Linked DNA regions of Sus scrofa: region 2 is linked to region 1. The links are chromatin contacts, called in public HiChIP or PLAC-seq maps. All regions are on one chromosome and are shown on one strand. The core of a region is the stretch at or near the end of the contact, and the rest is flanking DNA. Distances in the headings are between cores, read along the strand shown. Region 1 holds the start of LOC100739396 (cytochrome c oxidase assembly protein COX11, mitochondrial). Region 2 holds the start of MMD (monocyte to macrophage differentiation associated).

Region 1 (2,712 bases), core at 117-2,616:
CTCGCTCAGTGGGTGAGGGATCCGGCATTGCTGTGAGCTGTGGTATAGATCACAGATGAGACTCAGATCTGGCGTTGCTGTGGTGGCCAGCAGCTACAGCTCTGATTTGACCCCTAGCCTGGGAACTTCCATATGCTGCAGGTAAGACCCTAACAAAGGAAAAAAATAAATAAATAAAAATAAAAAGTGTGAATCAGATATCATTGTATGCTTCAAACTCTGACAGCTTATTACTTCTTTATTTTTTAAAATTATAGTTGATTTACAATGTTTCCAATGACTCTTAGAATAAAATCCAAACTCTTGGACATGGCTTAAAAGGCTGTTATTATCTGGTCCCTGTATACCTGCTCTGGCCCATTTCCTACCACTTTTCCTGCCTGCTCACAATGGTAGGAACACACTGGTCTTTTTGTTCTTCAGTGGTAACCAACTCTTGCTTGTCTGGGGCCTCTGCATGGCTTGGAATTGTCATTGTGTAGCCTGCTCCTTATCATCACTCAGGACTAGGCTCAAATGTCAAATCCTCAGAAAGACCTTCCCTTACTTTCCCTCGTTTTGTTTGTCAATTACACTGTATTGATTGTTATCTGAAATTCCCTTATTTATGTATCTGTTATTTGCTTGAAAGTCCCTTGGAGAAAGGACACACTCCATAACTGAAGTGATCTTCTTTGACTTTCCCTGTGCTGTAGCCCCAGTAGGTTGAATAATGTCTGGCCCACAAGAGAGTAGAATAAATAAGATGCTGTATCAGTCCAAGTCATTTAACTTCTGGGGACTTCAGCTTCCTCATCCATAAAGTGGGGATACTTACATCTGCTCGGCACATCTACAGCAAAGCCTACTAAATAAATGTTTACCTGTGAAAATCACTTTACATGCATATTCTTACTTACTGCCATGATTTTAAAGAGGTCATATAACTGCCCTAGGGACACAGGGTCATAGAGAGAGCCCAGGTATGAATCCACACCGGTGCAACTTCAGAATCTCAGCTCTTAACCACTATTTTACATAGTTCCTTGAAAGATGCTTCCTTCCATTACAACAAAATCAGCTGCGCGGTGCGCGCCACTCAGATCCTAGTTTGTCCTGTAGGACAACTGAAGAAAGCTATTATTTACATCCTCCATGCGCTTCTTTTCCAAGATAAACATCCCCATTTCTTTCAACCCTTCTTTACATGATCCTCATATCCGGTCACTATGCTTTTAAAACCAAGTTTGACAACGTCCCTCCCGCCCCTGAACTGGTTAATTTTCACTGGGCAATCGGTTTAGGGACATCAGAGCAGTAGAAGCCGATTCCCAAGGACTGAGGAAGTGTAGATGCGTGAGTGTTCCAGTGGTCTGTGGTTAAAACACCGGAAGCCTTCCTGGGAGAGGTGAGCCTAGAGCCCGAGTCCAGGGCAGTGAGAGCGGACCTGCAACCAGGGTACCCCCTTCAAAGGACCGCGCGCGGGACAGCAGTCTCTTGGGGCCACCAGGTCGAGACAAAGGCTGATGGAGGTTAGGAAGATCACTGACCCAAAGCCGTGGGATGATGGGCTTGCACGCGGAGGAACGCACGCCGTTTTCCTAAAAGTAAGTTAGGTAGGTACAGGAAAGAGGCAAAGTAGGAGGAACAGTCACGAAGCAAAACGCGAACTTACCCGGCGCCCGGCAACCCGGCCTCCGTAGCCCGACTACAAGCGCCACCACCAGAGGAGCCTGGTAGCCAAGGCAGCGGCAGGCTCGACCCAGAGATCGCGAGATAGAGCAGGCCTCGCGAGATCTGGCTTCTTGCCCCTGACAGGCGGGAGTTCTGTTCCGGGGCTATGGGAGGGCTCTGGCGTCTAGGATGGAGCCGCGTCGCTTTCTGCGGCTGGCCCTGGAGCCACCTTGGGGCCCCGACCAGGGCCGCGGAGAGGATAGAGCCGTATCTCGGGCACGGCAGGAGCGGCACAGGAGGTGCTGAGAGGGGACTAAGGAGGTTGGGGACATGGAGGCGTCCAAGCCTGGCAGTGCAGCCGCTCCGGCGGCCGAAGAGTACGAACCCCTTCACGCGCGAGCAGGAGGAGGATTGGCGGCGGCGGAACAAGACGGTCCTCACGTACGTGGCCGCTGCGGCCGTGGGCATGCTGGGGGCGTCCTACGCCGCCGTGCCCCTTTACCGGCTCTATTGCCAGGTAGGGCCGGCGCTGCCCGCTGGGCGGCCCATCGGGAGGGGCAGAGGTGCAGGGCAGATCCCTATACAGCGATGCTTCACCGTGTAGTGTTGGAGGGATGTCCGAGATTATCCACCAAACAGGAAACAGGCCTTAAAAAGTGACTTAGTTGCCCAAGGTCCCCAAAGAAGTTAGTGACAAAGCTACCAGTGGAACCTAAGCTCTTGGAGTGACCGTGCCTATACCCCACTGCCCAGTGAAATCTCTCAATCTCAGCTACACCATCGAAAAGGCTTGCAGCCTATACTCTGGTATTTGGCAATCTGCTTTATGCTCCTCCTGCTCACACACGTGCCAGTTTTTCAAATGTAATTTATGTTATTATATTCCTTCTGTAAACCACTATAGTTTCTGTGCAAAGGTTGACAGAATGGGAGTATGCTTGCTGCTCATACTTCACCTGGGAGTAACTTTTTATCTATCACGAGTGCGAATTAGGACTGCGAGGCGTTTCTCCCTTATTAATAGGTAACTGTAAAGTCCTTATCTTTTAGATCAGACAC
Region 2 (2,700 bases), core at 46-2,545, 450 kb before region 1:
AGGCAATCTGGTGCACTGAAAGGAACAGAAAATTAATATTAGACAAAATACCTACAAATTCTAGTCTTGCTTTTGGCAAGTTTCTAAATCTCTGTCTCCTTATCAGTGAAATGAGTAAAGTAATGTCTATCTCTTGGAGTTCTTGGGGAAATTAATGAAATAACCATGGAAAGCACCTTCTAGGTCCTGCCAACCGGGAAAGTGTTAAAGCAAAAGAAAATAGAATTACAGGTAAAAGAGTTCTCAGCTTTCTAAAGCTCCACTGCATGCAGGGTAAACACTCCTAACAGGCTGGCCTAATGCTCCCCTGAGAGTCTGAAGTTTGGGTGTGAGAGACTGTATGGACAGGCTACATAAGGGGAGCATATCTACATTCCAGGGGTCATAAGAGAAAGCATCAAGAAATCAGCCATTCATTATCCTTTGAATGTCTTTCAACAAGCCCTCTGAGCTTAGGGTTTGCTACAAAACCCTGATTCAAATCTACTTTTTGGTTTATTTGGAAAGCCGTTAGAAAGGAAGGAAGGGAGGGAAGGAAGGAAGGGAGGGAGGAAGGAAGGAAAACATGTAAGTATCTCTTACATGTAAGGATTCCCTCGTTCTCAGTGAATCTGAGTTAGAAGATGCTCATCATATGACAGACAAGGAAAGGTTTGAAAATCTACCCTGGAACCTTGCACAACAGCCTAGGAGTAGTTGACTCTGAAGATGAACGGAGCGACAGTGAAATGAAAGATGGAGAATGAATGAATGACACACAGTCAGGACCAGAAAGCAGAGGTCCCAGTTTGCTGCTATTTTCTTTACAATTTCCTTTGAGATTCGGGCTCCACCCCCTCCCTCACAATTTCTCTTCCTCTGCCCTCTGCCTTAACTAATTTCTTGCTCCAACTAGACCCATTCTAGCAGTGCGCCGCCCTTCCCCAGCGCCCCGCCCCTCCGCCGCGAGGTCCCGCCCCTCCAATCCGGCCCCAAGGGAGTGAAAGGCAGCCTTCCCCCTGCTCCGCTCCGGACGCTGATTGGCCGCTCGGAGCGGTGACGCGCCGGCGGCCGCGGGAGCACGCAGGCGAGCGGGGAGGGCGGGGGCGGAGCTGGGCTCCGGGGCGGGGCGCGGGCGCCCGGGGGCGGAGGACCCAGGAGGCGGGAGGCGCTGGGCCGTTTAAGTGGCCTTCCTCCCGCCCCCAGCCGCCCGGTTTGGCCCCGGCTGCGTCCCGACCCCCAGCCTGGCCCACTCAGGTCCTGCCCCACCGAGCGGTCCGCCGGGCACACGGCGGTCTCCGGAGCAACACAAGCCCATGAGGGCCGCGCGCCCTGCCGCCGGCGCTGACGAGACGGAGCTCCCGGGCCCGAAGGAGGAGCAGAGGATCAATGCGGTTCCAGAATCGTTTCCAGCGGTGAGAGGGATGGCGCCTCTGTCCCGTCGCCTGTGCCGGGAGCGGGTGCCGGATCGTGCCTTCTTCCGCGTGGGTTCCGGCTCCTCACCTGGGTCCATCTCCCGTGAATCCCGCCGCTCGGCCGGGGACGGCTCCCGGGGGATTCTCGGCCCTGCTGTCCCTGGGTGATCCTCTTCCTCCGAGGACCGGGATCTCGTGCCTGCCCGGGTCCCCCCTCGCGATCTGCAGACCTCGGATTCCCTGAACCTGCCCTCCTCCCAGGGGGTCCCATTAGCCTACCCAGCCTCACTCTCCGACTCCTACTGTAGCCCCCCATCCCAAAGTCCTCCGACCCTTGCTTCGGCCTCCACCCTTTATTCCCAGCTTGGAGGGTTCCCCCGGCGCACGAAACCGGGGCCGGGTTGCTGCTGCGCCCTGCAGCGAGATTTGCCGTAGAGCGGGGGTGCTGGGCATTTTAGGGGCTTTGTCTTTGAACGGCGGTGACAGTGGAGAAACTGAGGCACGCTCCGCTGGTTTAGCCTTGCCTGGCCAAGTCCCGGCCAGCGGGTTCTCGGGCTTGGAGTCCCAGGGCATGCTATTTTGGGCACTGTGAGGGGGCAAGGTGGCGTTTGGGTAGAGACCTGCTCTTGAAGCGGCTGTGTTAGAAAGGAGGAGGAGGAACCGAGGAGGCACCACCGGAAGGCTGGCCGGCTGCTCTTTCGCTGGAGAGCCCTTGGGAACACCACCCTGGGGAGGTACCATGGCCTTAACCCGGACTCCGGGTCTCTGCCGTCTAGCAATGGATGGAGGCTGGCCATAGCTGTGAGAGGAAGCTCTAGGCTTTTTTTTTTCTCGTCATTCTTCTTCGTTTAAGTGGGTGAAAGTTCACCTCTCCCGTGTTTGTGATAACTCTCCATCCCTTTGTCTGAGTCAGGCAGCCAGCCGTCCCCGTTACCAAACCATCACCCTGAGCAGGTTAGCTTAGTGTGGAGTGACCGGAGGAATTTAAAAGACAGAAAAAGAATGCATGAAATCTCCCAGGGAGGGAATTGCTGCGTTTTTAGGCATTGGCTCTTATTTCAAGATTTTAAAGGGCACTTTTTTTTTTTTTCCTTTTCAACTCCCTAATCCCTTGATGCCCCTTCACCCATTCTGCTGATCTCATTCTTCTCCCAGCCCCAAAGGAATAAAATATGCATAGGGAGAGTTGTGGTGGACTGTGCCATCGGAAAGGTGATCACTTTGAAGACTTGGATTAACTTATAAGTATTGCTTATCACTCAGGGTGTCGAATGCCTGTCAGTATTCCTCTAGTGGGAATATCATA

The links. HiChIP or PLAC-seq counts read pairs in DNA pulled down with a chosen protein or histone mark.
Region 2: a contact with region 1 is called in an H3K27ac HiChIP or PLAC-seq map of alveolar macrophages. The contact joins the promoter of MMD here to the promoter of LOC100739396 in region 1. A contact is called at or near these places in 1 of 5 promoter capture datasets (fetal liver), 1 of 47 Hi-C or Micro-C datasets (skeletal muscle) and 2 of 2 datasets of contacts at active chromatin or transcription factors (alveolar macrophages and skeletal muscle).

The regions. Positions count from the first base shown.
Region 1 is chr12:31,276,504-31,279,215 of Sscrofa11.1, reverse strand. It overlaps LOC100739396 (cytochrome c oxidase assembly protein COX11, mitochondrial), which reads left to right and starts at 1,366. Exons shown (of 4, transcript XM_003483022.4): 1 at 1,366-2,170. The coding sequence starts at 1,820. It overlaps STXBP4 (syntaxin-binding protein 4), which reads right to left and starts at 2,100. Exons shown (of 19, transcript XM_021067245.1): 1 at 1,655-2,100.
Region 2 is chr12:31,722,134-31,724,833 of Sscrofa11.1, reverse strand. MMD (monocyte to macrophage differentiation associated) reads left to right here and starts at 1,295. Exons shown (of 7, transcript NM_001044595.2): 1 at 1,295-1,394. The coding sequence starts at 1,369.